Linked DNA regions of Sus scrofa: regions 2 and 3 are each linked to region 1. The links are chromatin contacts, called in public Hi-C maps. All regions are on one chromosome and are shown on one strand. Each heading gives the region's core, a stretch centred on a gene start, on an enhancer-like site or on the middle of the called end of the contact. The rest is flanking DNA. Distances are from core to core; before and after follow the strand shown. Region 1 holds the start of MARCH3 (membrane associated ring-CH-type finger 3). Region 2 has its middle 55 kb from the start of MEGF10. Region 3 overlaps LMNB1 (lamin-B1).

Region 1 (5,066 bases), core at 2,449-4,948:
CTTGCCCAAGGTCTCAAAAGGAACTCATGGCAGAGCTGGTATTAGGATCTGCTGCTTCTAATCACATTTCTCTGCTAAGGTCTTCAGCTCAACTTGTTCAAATTCTGACTAATTTTCCAAGCTGAATAGATGCTGACAAAGGTGGTAGACATGAGAAAAGGGAAAAACACTATTCACTTAACCAAAGCTTCTAAAACATTTGGTAATCAAAGAAAAAAGGATTGTGAGGGCCGTTTTCCCTCGTTCCCATTTGTGGAATGAAAGGACAGTAATCCAATGAGATTCAAATGAATAGAAATTGCCGGCATAAAAAAGAATTGTTCAGGCCATGCTACTTTCCCATTTCCACACCATTCTGACCTTCTTTTCAGCAGGTGGTCCTGCTATAATTGCCATACATCCACAGTGTTGTATCACCATCGTCACAGGGTCCCCCTTACACAGATAAACATTGTGGATCCCGCCACTGCTGTTTTGTGGCCATGGAAGCAAGGGTAAACAGAGGGTAAGTGGCTCTCAGGAGCACTCACCACAGCAGCTACTCGGATTAGAACCCGTGGCTCCTATCAGTCACATCCTATTGAAATTTAGAAGGCTCCAAAACATTGTTTCGGTGTCAAAGGTGGGTGACAGTGCCTGAAAGCAAATTTGCTCCCCATCCACAAAGGAACCAGTCCTGCTTCCATGGTCCCACCTGCATCTTCTCAATTCCCAAGCCATTCCACAAACTTCATCCCTTTGAGGGAAAGAAAATTTCTTTTGGTGAAAAAGGGAGAACTAAACATGTGAGTTCCATATTCAGATTTATATGCATTTTTGTTTGTTTCATACATACAGAACTAGAATGAGTTCTTGGACAAGTAACAGATCAAATTTTCCCTTATAGAATATAGGGATAGCCTAAACTCACGAGATCATTAGGCAGAATGGCAACAAATGGAATAAGTTTGTGCCCGAGTGATAAGCTCCTGTCAAATATTAATTACAACAGAAGATGGTATAGAAATATGAATGTAATCTAGATGTGCTCTGTCTCTTCCAATGTCATCCATTCTCTAAAGGACAAAGAGACCAGTTATTTGTCCAGGAGCCCATGGACAGTAATGTCTGTAAGGAACAAATGGAAAACCTTGGATATTGGGACATGATAGTCACTTTAGGTCTAACTCATTTCACGAAAAGAAATTTCCTATTTCCTTTTTTCATCATCTACCATAAATACTAGATCAAGTACAGTCAAGAGCCAATATATGGCTCCTATTACGGAGGTGATTTTTATAATAATCATTAGCATCTGTGACAAAACTTCACAGGGTGTTAATCTGAACAAACACTGTTGGCAACCTTTTCCTCTACTCATATCCAGGAGTGGGGGGAAAAAAATCCAAGGAAATATATTTCCTCTTATCCCCCATCCTGACCTGAGCAGAGAGAGACCTGTTTCCATTCACGTGGTCTACATCTAATTCCTTGTGAGCAAAGGCCATCCTCCCAGGCCACTCCGCAGCATGCTAAGCAACTGCTGAAATTGAATGGAATAGGTTTCCTTGCCTGTACCAGTTCTTTGTTTCATTAGATGAGGAGGGATTTAAATATGCACAATTCCAGCATCATTAATCAGTCTCTCAGAGCCTATTAAGGACTGTCCAAACCTTGATTTTCTTGTCCCCCCAACATCCTGCCTTTCCCGATCGAGACAAAGAGCTGAGGTGACACCACTTGAAACTCGGTTTAGGCCAGAGCTCACCTCAGAACTGCACTCTTCCCTGCTAAAGGGACCATTTCACTCCTCCTCAGCCTTAGGCCTTTAGCCTTCCATCTTGCCAATGGTCCCTCATCAGAACCTACCCAGGAGAGGCGAGCTATCCACTATGCAGGTCCTTATGGGGGCCAGGCAGCCACTGAAATAACACCTGTGGAGGCCTATACTCACTCACATGAGATATCCTGAGGAGTTACCAATACTGAGTCTAAAACCTTTAGAGCTTCTGGGATTTGAAGGAAACTATGGTCAGTGATGGAGGTAAGTGTGAGGGCACCAGGGAGATTGACGTGTCTCCTGCCTTGCACACCTTCATCTTACTAACGTGGGTACATGGGTTGGGTGTCTACCTATGGCAGGTGCAGTTCCAGGCACACAGGGGCCGCTCTCACACACAGTTTACAGTCCAGAGCTTGCTAACATTCTAGGCCTCCACCTGGAAAGTAACACACCCCACTCTGCTTTTTGACTCTTTTTTGGTTTTTTGTCTTTTTGTTTTTTGTCATTTCTAGGGCCACTCCCACCGCATATGGAAGTTCCCAGGCTAGGGGTCTAATCGGAGCTGTAGCCACCAGCCTAAGCCAGAGCCACAGCTACACAGGATCAGAGCCGGGTCTGCGACCATCTACCACAGTTCACGGCAACGCCGGATCCTTAACCCACTGAGCAAGGCCAGGGATCGAACCCACAACCTAACGGTTCCTAGTCGGATTCGTTAACCACTGAGCCGCGACGGGAACTCCTGCTTTTTGACTCTTGACAATCCACAGTTCCGTATGCCTGTGTGCTGCAACCAAGGTAAAGGCTTATAACCCAGCCAAAGAGTTAATCCACCGACAAAAGGAGCAGCAGTGACCTGGCCGGCCATTAAGGGCAAAGCTCACAAAGCCTTCCTACGGGGCACTCAACCACGACTGACTCTGGGAGCTCAGGCTGCCCCCAGGCCCGCCACGACCAGGCTGGGGCCACTCTGAGCTAGGACTGGGAACTGACAAAGGGGAGGGAGCGAGAGAGTGCCGACTGCGGCGTTCCTTCCCGCGAAGACAGACGGTACTGGTCCCTCTGGCGGACCCCAGGGACAGCGGCGGGGAGAGCCACCGCTGCGGGAGCCAGCCCGCCGGTTCTCGTGGCCGAGCCACCTTTTCACTCTCGGGCTCTGCACAAGTGCTGGGGCGCCTTGGGTCGGGAAGGGAGCCGAGGCCCCTGGTCAGGTCCCCGCTGCCGGTGGTGTGAAGGGCAGTGATGAGAGGGCGTGTCGTCAACTTTCTGGGGGGCTGGCAGAGTTGGAGTTGTGTTTCGGAGGTAACCATCAGAACGCAATCAGAACCTTTCTGGGAGCCCAGAGCTCCCAGCTTCAGGCCCGGGCCTCCAGTCCTCTGGCCCGGGACTCACCCTCTTTGGCACCTGGTTTCCTCCGACCGCTGGACCTCCTTTGGGGCCGCCAAGTTCCGCACCTCCTGCAGGCGCCAGGGGTGGGCGGTGTCGGCCCAGTCTCGGTCCGCGTGGGGCTTGGGCTTCTCGCTCCACCGGGAGCCGACACGCGGAGACTCCGGCTGGCCCCTGGCCTCTCTCAGCCAGGGGTCTTCCGGGGCCGCCTCTTCGCTTCCAAGGCGTCGGGGGCCGGCCACAGCCGCCCCTACAGCACCAGCCTTGCGGCCCCAGCTCCTCACCCCAGCCAACTTCCCCGCCGCCGGCGCGTCTCTCCGCCAGCCTTCCGCTGCTGGCGATTGGACCGCGGCGGCGGGGCGGAGAAGGGCGCTCCTCACAGCCCGCGACACCCGCGGGCTCTGGCGCGCCACGATTGGCTGTGGACTCCGCCAGTCACGGGTTGAAGGGCGCCCCGCCCCGCGGGGCCGGCCCCGGGCTGACTCCGCCCTTACTGCTGCCCGGCCCCGCCTCCCTCGGAGCCCTGTCGCCTCAGCCCCGCTGTCCGGCTCATTCGCTGAGCGGGTCGGTGAATTGTCAGCGCGCTCCGGGCAGCTGCTGAGCCTGAGCCGGGGCTGCCGCCGAGCTTGACGTGCTCCCTCCGAGGTGCCTGCCCGAGCCAATGTGCTCCGGTTGGCTAGGGCGAGAGGTGTCGCCGGTTCGGGGCAACTTGAAATTCAGGATCCACAGCAGGGGCGTCGGTTTGCGATCGGGACTCGGCGATGAGGGTGAGTGGCCGCGCGCGAGGCGAGCGGCTCCTCTCGGCGCTGTTAGGCGAGCGGGGAGACTGGACGGGTCCTGCCGCGTGTCGATCTGTCCGTCGGAGCGTGGCGGCTGTGAAGAGGTCAGGGCTGCCGGGATTCACTCCTTGCGAGAATCCCCACACCCGAACATCTTGTTTCAGAGCGTCCCAACTCGGCCCGGGACGCGGCTGAGTGTTCGCAAGAACTTGGCGTGTTGTAATTGCCATCATTAGGTGGGGCCTGGGGACTCTTCCCCTGGCCCTCTGCGACGGCGACACGCGCGCTAGGGGCGGCCTTCGTGCCCAGCGGTGTGCGGATAGCAGTTCCTAGATGGCTTGAGGACAGGTTCCTGAAAAATCAACACGCGCAGGAGCCGGTGCGGCGAGATAACCGTGTCTGTTGTCTGATGCGTAGCCTGAGCCAGCGATCATAGGGGTCCGGGTGGGTCTTTAGGGGTGAGAGAACTTTAGTGACCAGCTAGATTCTGTACCAGGAGCTTCAGTGCTTTGCAATTATTGAAAGGAATTGACAGCACGGATATTAAACTTTGTAAAGTAATTGCTTTCTATTAGCACTTGAATCCGCATCCATTATGAGGTGCTCGGACCTCCACGTCCACCTGCAAGGTGTGTCCTAAGTACTTCGTTAGCACCCGGGGTACTTGCTGTCTATCCCAATGCCCAGAGACCCTGGGGAATCCTAGATGAGACCGTGAAAGCCACCACCAGGCTGGTGGATTGGTGTTTGTTTGAGCGCCTGTGTTTTAAGTGATGAAGTTGTGACAGAAACTGACAACAGAGGATTCAAGGTTAAACCTGACACTTTTTGTTTGTGACTCAGTGGAAGATAGATTATTATTTTCTCTCTCTCTCTCTCTCTCTCTCTCTCTCTCTCTCTCTCTCGTTGATAAGGCATAAAAGTAGCTGTTTTGTCTGAGGGCAATTACATACATATAGTTTATGTTATGTGTGGACCAAATAGAATTGAATCCAATATTTTCTTGTAATACTTATTTGACATGAATAAGGGCTTATTGGGAGTACTAGGTAGAGACTTGATGACAGAATTGGGCAATATTTTGATCTTTGAAAATGTATAAAACACTGAGCTATATAGCTATCCATATATTCGTAGAT
Region 2 (4,651 bases), core at 509-3,008, 150 kb before region 1:
GGGAAGAATCTGATGTGCTTTAAGCAGAGCAGTGAAAGATTCCATTTTTTAAAAGATCACTATGTCTAATGTGTGGAGAGTGGAAAGAGAAATATTAATGAGGAGGAGTTGCCATTGTGGCTCAGCGGTAATGAACCTGACTAGCATCCACGAGGATGTGAGTTCAATCCCTGGCCTCACTCAGTGGGTTAAGGATCTGGCGTTGCCATGAGCTGTGGTGTGGGTCACACATGTGGCTCAGATCCCACATTGCTGTGGCTGTGGCATAGGCCAGTAGCTACAGCTCCAATTTGACCCCTCGCCTGGGAACTTCCATATGCTGCAGGTGCAGCCCTAAAAAGATGGAAAAAAAAAAAAGTAAGAAAGAAAGAAATACTAATGAGGAGACTACTGATTAAATTTCGGAGAGAAGAAGGGAAGAATTCAATACTTTAGAGTTGGAACCTGCAGGACTTAAAGATGGATCCCATGTGTGATGTGGCGGGGGTGGGAGGAGGTCACCAAGACGGCTGCTGGACTTCTGGCTAAAAGCCTTTAGTAGACGGTAATACCCTTTACTGAGACGGGAAGGCATGCCAAGCCTGTCCTGCCCAACCCTAGGCAATTTGCTCTCTTCAACTTTGAAATGAAGGTATTGAAAGAGGTAGAGCAGACGACCTCAGACACTTCTTCAGCACTAAAATAGTATAGCAGTATTTTATCATTAGGATGTAATATGTTTTTCTTGATTCCCCTTAGGAGAATAACACAAGCTTTGGAACAGAGGCTGGGAGCTTCATAAAGCTCCCACAACGCTCCATAAAGTCATATGACTTTGGCAAAGAAATGCTCTGTGCCTCATTCTCCTCATCTGCAAAATAGCAACGTAACACTGCCCTGCTCACTGGACTGCTGGGAGGAATAACTAATACAATTACGTAAGATCCCTAGAATATAATAATGCTTAGTTAATTACACGTCCTCCTTTCCTCACAGACTCAACACTTGTTCCTTCCCTCCTTTCATCCACTTCACTCTGTAAATGTCCTGACTCACTGATTTCCCTCTTTTCTGAAGATAAACAAATTCCAACATCAGGGATTCCCAGAGCAGAACTTCACTTTGACCTTTCCCCTTGACCTCTCTGGCTTCCCATCTGGAAGTGGAGCATGGAAGGGGGAGGGCACTGCAGCCAGCTCCAAGCCTGTGGACTCCAAGTTATCAACACTAGGGTTTCAACATGCCAGTTTAACTTTGGCTTATTTGTCTGTCCCTGCCTTTTAGCTCTGACCAACTCCCTGATGAATGGGACTTTAAGAACTGGGTGAGAAAAAAATGTGATGGGAGGCTTTAGGCGGCTGGTGAGAGAGCATTCGTAGCCTGAAACCCCACCAATATGCCTTTTTGCTTCTGCTGACTGTATGACCCCTGGGGAATGAGATGAGCACACTACTAGAAGGGCTATGATGGTCTTATCTGCTGCCCACATCATGTTCTACATTACCAAAAACTAAAATTGTAACCATCATCAAAATTCACGGATGAACAATCCCCTTCATTTTTTAATTTAAATCTCTATTTTTCCCTTATCTCATTTGCCCATTTTTCCTTTTAGGAAGAAACATATAAAATCGAGTTCCCCAAGTGTCACGCAATAAATAAATAAGTAATTGATTTTAAAAAGTCGTTTTTCTAGGGTTTCTGCGGACAAAACAGAAACCAGGGTTCTGTCTGCAGTTTCTGCTGTGGCAGCTAGAGGGCAGTGCCACCCTCTCTCCCCTCCCACAGTCCAGTGCATTTCCTCCCATCCCCCTTCCAGCCTTCCAGCTAAAGGCAGGGGAAAAAGACACAATGGAGGGAAATACGCACACAGGCTGCAGGAACCGAGAGGGAAGTGACTTAAAAAGAAACAAGCAACACGAAGTTCACAGATCGCGAATATCTTGGAATTGCTTCCTCCTCGCTCACACAGCATTAGCTGCTTTCAAATCCACTAACACACCCTTCACCTTTCCTCAGCCTCTTTCTACATCCTCTCCCTACACCCAATTCTTCAAATTCTTCAAATGTGAGCTCATCTCAGCCTCACCCTGAAGTCAGTACGTTCACACACAGACTCACTCAGCACCTCCCTGAATGTGCCAGCCGGCCTCCAACTCTTTCTTCCTTTCCAGCTCAGTGCTGGCCCCGAGGGCCTATGACCCTGGCTGGGAGAGGTGACTGTACTCTTATGAGGTCCTGGTGTGTGACAATAAGCAGACCATGTGGCAGAGCCTAATTCCAGAAAGACTGGCTGCTGGAGGGCCGCCCAGCCCCACCAGCAGGGAGGGCGTAACAGGTGAGTGACCAAGTGGCTGCTGGCAGACAGTGTGGCAGCTGAATGCATGACCGTGTGAGCGCCCAAGGTGCCAGCACAGGTCACATTAGAAACAGGAGCAGCTGGTTTTTGCGGGCAGGGCCGGGCACAGAACTAGAGCAAGGGTGAGGGAAGCCACAACACCATCCTACACTCACAGAGAGGCTTTCAGCTTTCCAAAACTCAGGCACAAACACCCTGGTATATGTGACTTCATGTAAGGAGGGCATATACTACAATCCCTTCTTTATAGGTGAGAACAAAGCCCAAATGAAGGTTAAGCTGCCGGTTCCAATCAGACAGACATGCATAACACAGTTTGGCCAGAATCCACTGCTGGGGTGAGAGCTTTACCCAAAACGTCATTGACCTGTATAAAATCACATATCAGGAGCAAACTTATCAGGTGGGACAGCATCCCTGACGGGAGCAAGGGGAAGGTCCCGTTTCTCACCATGTCAAATACATTAGACCCCGACCAAGGTCCTTTAGCATATCCAGGTACTCCCTGAGAGGGATAAGGGAAGTGACCACAGCTAAGGCCCAGGAGAAAGAAAAGCTGGGAGTTCCCGTCGTGGCACTGCGGAAATGAATCCGACTAGGAACCATGAGGTTGCAGGTTCGATCCCTGGCCTCATTCAATGGATTAATGATCTGGCATTGCTGTGAGCTGTGGTGTAGGTCACAGACGCAGCTTGGATCTGGTGTTGCTATAGCTGTGGTGTAGGCCGGCAGCTATAGCTCCAACTGGACCCCTAACCTGGGAGCCTCCATATGCTGCAGGAGTGGCCCTTAAAAAAATACACAAATAAATAAAAAGAAAAGAAACGCTGACTATATGAGAGGGTTTCACCACTCTCCCCCCACAGGACCCAGGGGCAGCAACCTTTCATGAAAGACTGGACCGTTCTCCCTCCCTCCTCCTCCTAGAATGGGCAGTTCTTATCGCCAGAATATTCCAGCTACAGGCGCTCACAGTGAGTATGGTGCAGCCCCTCCACTAGAGATTTTTGCCTGCAGGAAGCTTTCTTTATTGGCAATGCCAAGATGGAATGTTTTAACAGCCTTGCCCACCTCCCCCCTATAATTTTAAGGAAAGGAAAGATCAAAAATGAAAGACATCTCAGTGGTAATCTATAATGCAGAATGAGACAGCCATGGTTTAGTTTTGCTTTTCAATGGATTCTCCTTTTCTAAAACATTTCTTACAACATATTAGTGGGAGTGAAGGTGAGGCACTGCATTTTCGGTGTTTTTATATCCACTCATAGACACTGATGCAATGTTTTGACTCCCTTTTGAATTTCTCTATGACCTAGATCAAGGTGGCTTGTTTCAGGTTCCACATCAGTAAAAATTAAATGGTAGCTTCCATCTACATCACACACGTTGTATGGGTTGGTGAAGTCACCACGATTAGACCATATTTACAGAACGGCTAAGACTACACTTGCGTAAGACGTCAATCCCTAGCTTATCTTTGGGACACTTCCTGAAACTACCTGTGAGAGTCTGTTCATTTCTCTTTCAATTCAGGATGTGTTTTCTTTTACTTAGAAATAAATAAATCATCTGAATGCAGAAAGCCAAAGTACACACTGAAGGCCATGTGAATCATGAAGTTTGTTCCCAGGTAGAGATCACATTTCTTCTTTTCCCTGAAGAAATGTTTCTCCCGAGGGTGTATCCAAGTAACCGACTACTTCCTGACCTCCTGGATGTACCACGGATTCTTATCAATGGCCCTTGAAGACTTATGCTTCAAGAGGGCACACCCAGCCCAAATGCTCACTCCCTCCCAAAGATCACAAGGCATTTATGGTAAAGACACATAGCATGAATATTCATGATGCCATTGTGTCCAGGAGGAAGAGTATCAGTGAGAAATTTGTTGTGATACAACTCTTGGCAATAAGAAAGAAGATGGGGAGTTCCCGTTGTGGCTCAGTGGTAACAAACCCAATAAGTATCCATGAAGACATGGGTTTGATCCCTGGCCCTGCTCAATGGGTTAAAGGATCCAGCATTGCCATGAGCTGTGGTGTAAGTTGCAGATGTGGCTCGGATCTGGCGTGGCCGTGGCTGTGGTGTAGACCAGCAGCTGCAGTGCTGATTCAACCCCTGGCCTGGGAACTTCCATATGTCAGGTGCAGGAAAGGAAGGGAGCAAGGTGGGGAGAGAAGAAGGAGATGGGACTGTGTTATTGGATAAACTAGAGTGAGGGAAGCTAAAATTCAGAATACATTTGGAAGAAAGCTATAGCAGAGGTGGGAGTCATTCTCTATGGCAGAGTCCTAGGAGACCATAAATGTACAG
Region 3 (4,803 bases), core at 653-3,152, 170 kb after region 1:
TTTTACCAAAAGTAAAAGTGAAAAGGAATTCTTATGGTGCAGTGGGTTAGGGATCCACTGTTGTCACTGCAGCAGCTGGGTTCACTGCGGTAGCACAGGTTCAATCCACTCCCCCCCATCCCCCACCCCCGGTTCCAGGAACTTCTACAGGCCTCGGTATAGCACCCCCCACTCCCGCAAAAAAAGGATGGGATTCCTGTTGTGGCTCAGTGGTTAACGAACCCAGCTAGGATCCATAGGTCGAGGGTTCTATCTCTGGCCTTGGTCAGTGGGTTAACAGATCCAGCATTGCCGTGAACTGTGGTGTAGGTCGCAGACACGGCTTGGATCCTGCATTGCTGTGGCTGTGGTGTAGGCCAGCAGCTGCAGCTCCGATTTGACCCCTGGCCTGGGAACCTTCATATGCCACAGGTGTGGCCCTAAAACAAACAAACAAACAAACAGTAAAACTGAAACAATACTTTTCTCCCCTAAAAATATTACTAAAGTTAAAAAAAGACAGTAAATTAATATTAAAACAGCTTTTTTTATTTGTTAATGTCACATAAGAAATTTAAGCAAGTTATGCTATTTTAAAAAACACAACTAATGCATTTTAGGAGAAACCCTTCCCTCCCCCCTCACCCCTCCCGTTCCCCTCGTGAATTAAGAATCTACGAGAAGTAACCATAAAACAAAGTTTTGTGGAATCCTTCATCCAGAGTGCTTACATGATGATTAGATTAATATTGCCTTCTTACAAAATTTCTCTTTTCTATTTTAAAAAAAAATTTTTGTAGCCTTGATTGTTTTTACAAAAAAATTCAGTACAAAAGTTCGATATATTGAAAAATGCTTTTCTCCTCGTCACAGCACCGTTATATATAGCAGAGAATAATCAAGAGCAGATTGCTAATCTAGATGCAGCAATCTCAAATTATACCCAGACACACAGTGGTTTATTTACCCTCCCCTCCCCTTCTCGTAAGAACTTAAAAAAAAGCACACATACAAAAAACATGTCAAAAATTTGAGGGACCTTTTCCAAACAGTACACAGTTAGTTCAGTGTCGACAGTTCACATCTTGCAACAAAGTGTACGGATATGATTTCTTTTACAAAACTTTCAGTGTCAAAAAAGGAAATTAAGGCCATCAGATTCGCAGCTTAAAAATTCACATAAAGGAAATATAAAAATATTCTGTGCTTCTGAGAAGGCTCTGCACTGCATGTAGGTAAGGATTACCCTACTTCTTTATTTGGAGGAAGACAGTCGACTTGAGAAGTTTACATAATCGCACAGCTTCTATTGGAACCTCTGGGGGCTCCCTGATGAGGAAAACAGAGAGAACCATTAGTGCGAAGGAGAAAACGGATCACAGCATTTCAAAATAAGGCAGAGATACGACAAGTTCAGCAGTACTGAGCTTCGCGCGGACCTTTATTACTTCTCACTTACCCTTTTTTAACCTTCTCTCTCGGACGTCTTCCCTAGACGGCATCAACACCGTCCCAGACAGTGATTCTCTACTGTAGCTGCACATTCACACCCGGGGGAGCTTTGAAAAAAATCCTGACCTAGGTCCCTAGATCAATTACACCAGAATTCCTCATTCGACTGGAGAAGAGTATTTCTTTATGTGTGATTTTAAAGCTCCCTAAGTAATTCTAACATGCAGCTGAAGCAGAAAACTGCTATTCAGTAACCTCCGTTTCTAACTAGGAAACAGGAGACGAGTGAACAGCATTCTGAACAACCACATCAGAGGAGACGGCTGCGTGGATGGGCAGCTGGCTGATCCCGAAGCATGTGCCCTGGGTTCATTCTCAGATGTGAAGTCAAAGTGGCTCCCTCTATCCACTTCTTTATCACTCACTGATTCCTTAAAATCTCGCAATATGACTGTGACTCACCACTTGACTAAACTGAAATTGGTTTCTTAAAGGTCAACCAAAAAACCGTCTCATTAGTGTGAAAGGCCAATGGAGTCACTCTCTAACGTGACGTCAAAATAGCTGATCCACCCTCCATCTCCCCTGTTTTGAGCCTTGCTATCATTATCGTACCTGATCACAAAAGCTAAAACCTCACACACCTCTGATTTCTTTTTCCTTCTCTAACCCTCAAGTTCAGCCACTATGCCTTCGTGAATCTCTATCTGTATCGGCCCTCAGTCTCTACAATCTCCCTTCTAGAGGTAGTCGCCCTGATACTGCCCACCTTCTCCTTTGCTCCAAAGTGTGCAAAGCTACTTGCCTAGGCGTTCCAGACTCTCTCACACACACCCTACGACACAACTAGGCGGACAGATATACCCAATGCTCAAGTTGTGACATACTGCCTGGGATGAATTAAAAGATCATCATAAATTCTTTTCCGCTCCTCGCTCCCCTGGAACTGGAGCTGGCCTATGACTTACTCCAAGAGAAGAGAGGCCTTTAAGAGATCTAATGCTCTCCATTTTCATCAATGGAAGCCAGCAAAACAAAGGTTGGGCTAAACTACCAAATGGTGAGAAACCACAAAGAAACAGACATGGAGAACATTCTAGCCCCAACCAAGCTTCCAGCTATGTGCAGCTGCATGACTGAACTCACCCTCCATGGTGGGGAACAAAAGAACTGCCTAGCTAAGCCCAGTCAAACCACAGAATCACAGGGATTATAATTCATTGTTTTAAGCCCCCCGAGTTTTAAGGTGGTCTCTTAATGTACTAACAGATAATCTGAGTATCAACAGAATACCAATATCTGCCTTTTGATACCCAAATAACTGCTGGTCCTTCAAAATACTGGAGGAGCCTATTTCCCAGAGATCTTCTCAACTATTCTAGTGACCTAAAGAGCTTTCTCTAGCATCCGACTGCTACAACTCATGCTCTGAGCCACTAGTCTGGCACCCTGAGATATCTCTTATATTGTTATTTTATATCCAGTCATATAATGCTCCCCATAAGGGCAGGAAATGGATCTTCTGTCTGTTTCTTGTTAAAGCCAAGTGTAAAATATTTGTTCTTAAATATCCCTCCAACATGAATAAAGAAGTATCTGTGCCAAAACCTTACTGCAGCATAACCCACCCTCAAGTAGTTCTCGACTCTGGAGGCTGAACGCATAAAAGAATGTTTATTTGGAGTAGGACTGGGGCTAATTAAGCAAAACCAACAGATTTATAACTTTGGAGTTATGGAGATGAAGTCTTATAGGATAAGGGTAGGAATTTTGATGAATGATCAGACTTAAACAGTTGAGAATATAAACTGAAGGCTCATTACTTATTAATAATTCCAATATAATTAATTAAAATCAAATTTGGAGTTTCTTTATTTCAAGGGCTCTCAAAAGCCCATGCATCAGCTAAAATCTATCTTGCAATTAAATGATTAGAAACTTAAGAGAGCAATAATTTTGTTTTACACTGAAGTTGAGTATTAGTCTTTGTTTTTTTAAAGCTTATATGCAGATACCTGCTCTAATTAAGTCATCTAAACTTCTCAAAGAACACGTCAATAATTTTGAGCATGCATTCCATTCCACATACACTTATTTGTCACAAACATGTACTACCATATTACATACCCTAGTGTACTGTTTCTTGAATATCACCTCAGGAAAAACAAACCCCACTTGGTAGATTACTAACTTTGTTCAGGGAAAAAAAAAACAAACAAAAAAAACAAAAAACACACAAGCTCCACTATTAGTTGTGGTTTACTGTAACTCTGTTAATGAAACTTAAAAGAAATGCATTAAAATAATACCTGCTGGTGGAAAAGTTCCTCCTCGACAGCCACTTCAGCTGCTTCTTCTTCCTCCTCCTCCTCTTCAGGTATGGTGGTTTTGAAGACTGTACTTCTTTGAGCAACCTCCTACACACGAGAGTTGGACTTTAAGTTCAAACACTATACTTAAAAACCACAAGGACTGTGGGGCGGGGGGGGGAGACGACCCTTCTTTGTGTAAATTTAAGAAACAGCAATTCTACATAAGGGTTTTTTTTGTTTGTCTGTTTGTTTGTTTTTTTAAGTGGCTCATCAGTCATTTCAGCTACTGAGGAAAGATGTTTGCATCATTAGTAGCAGTTCTTAGATCTTCAATATTCTCTGCAGGAGAGCTACTGGCGATCCAATTTGAAATACCTGCTGAGAAATTTCCACTGCTTTGTACCCCATTCTGTTACTAAGAATTCCATCATAAATGGGAGTTCCCGTCGTGTCTCAGTGGTTAACCAATCCAACTAGAAACCGTGAGGTTGAGGGTTCGATCCCTGGCCTTGCTCAGTGGGTTAAGGATCTGGCATTGCTGTGAGCTGTGGTGTAGGTTGCAGACGCAGCTCAGATTCTGTGTTGCTCTGGCTGTGGCGTAGGCCGGTGGCTACAGGTCTGATTGGACCCCTAGCCTGGGAACCTCCATATGCCGCGGGAGCGGCCCTAGAAAAGGCAAAAAGACAAAAAAAAAAAAAAAAAAAAAATTCCACAAATGATTTGGCACACTAAATTCTCTGTAATACTCAACATGAATTCGGCTTTAAAGACCTTGGCTGCTAGCAAAGAGAAGGTGCTAAATAAATGCTGAATAAAATGAAACCAGGGGCCAGCTTCTGTGCTCTCAGGGACCATGGTAATAAGAAGACCACCTGACAAGTGAGATGAGAGGTCAAGCTTTCATTCCTTCAGCAACTAGTTCCTCTAGAACGAAACGGAATCAAGACAAATGAACACTATTTACCAGTAACATCCTGGTAAAGTTCCAATGTACTCTGCACAAAAAACAGATCTCCTGTCATTCATTCGCTGGAGCTATGACAGAAAGGAAGCATGTCCA

The links. A called contact is a pair of places that touch in the nucleus more often than the background predicts.
Region 2: a Hi-C map of retroperitoneal adipose tissue shows a contact between it and region 1, with 1.6 times the contacts expected there. The contact joins the enhancer-like site here to the promoter of MARCH3 in region 1. A contact is called at or near these places in 1 of 5 promoter capture datasets (liver), 4 of 47 Hi-C or Micro-C datasets (alveolar macrophages, embryonic fibroblasts, liver and 1 more) and 1 of 2 datasets of contacts at active chromatin or transcription factors (skeletal muscle).
Region 3: a Hi-C map of embryonic fibroblasts shows a contact between it and region 1, with 2.2 times the contacts expected there. The contact joins the enhancer-like site here to the promoter of MARCH3 in region 1. A contact is called at or near these places in 1 of 5 promoter capture datasets (fetal liver), 13 of 47 Hi-C or Micro-C datasets (alveolar macrophages, embryonic fibroblasts, fetal heart ventricle and 6 more) and 1 of 2 datasets of contacts at active chromatin or transcription factors (skeletal muscle).

What each region holds. Positions count from the first base shown.
Region 1 is chr2:130,025,012-130,030,077 of Sscrofa11.1, reverse strand. It overlaps MARCH3 (membrane associated ring-CH-type finger 3), which reads left to right and starts at 3,698. Exons shown (of 5, transcript NM_001244831.1): 1 at 3,698-3,915. It overlaps LOC102161210, which reads right to left and starts at 4,157. Exons shown (of 6, transcript XM_021085157.1): 1 at 3,858-4,157; 2 at 3,643-3,797; 3 at 3,155-3,482. The coding sequence starts at 4,157.
Region 2 is chr2:130,168,863-130,173,513 of Sscrofa11.1, reverse strand. No RefSeq gene overlaps it. Among named protein-coding and RNA genes, the nearest start is that of MEGF10, 55 kb to the left of the region's middle. Within about 2 kb of position 1,758, at least 57 of the 83 cell types and tissues checked have an H3K27ac peak or open chromatin away from gene starts, as enhancers often do. A contact at or near this core is called in embryonic fibroblasts, liver, retroperitoneal adipose tissue and 1 more, where this site is marked.
Region 3 is chr2:129,857,915-129,862,717 of Sscrofa11.1, reverse strand. It overlaps LMNB1 (lamin-B1), which reads right to left. Exons shown (of 11, transcript XM_003123882.5): 10 at 3,741-3,848; 11 at 507-1,308. The coding sequence ends at 1,267. Among named protein-coding and RNA genes, the nearest start is that of LMNB1, 53 kb to the right of the region's middle. Within about 2 kb of position 1,902, at least 4 of the 83 cell types and tissues checked have an H3K27ac peak or open chromatin away from gene starts, as enhancers often do. A contact at or near this core is called in alveolar macrophages and embryonic fibroblasts, where this site is marked.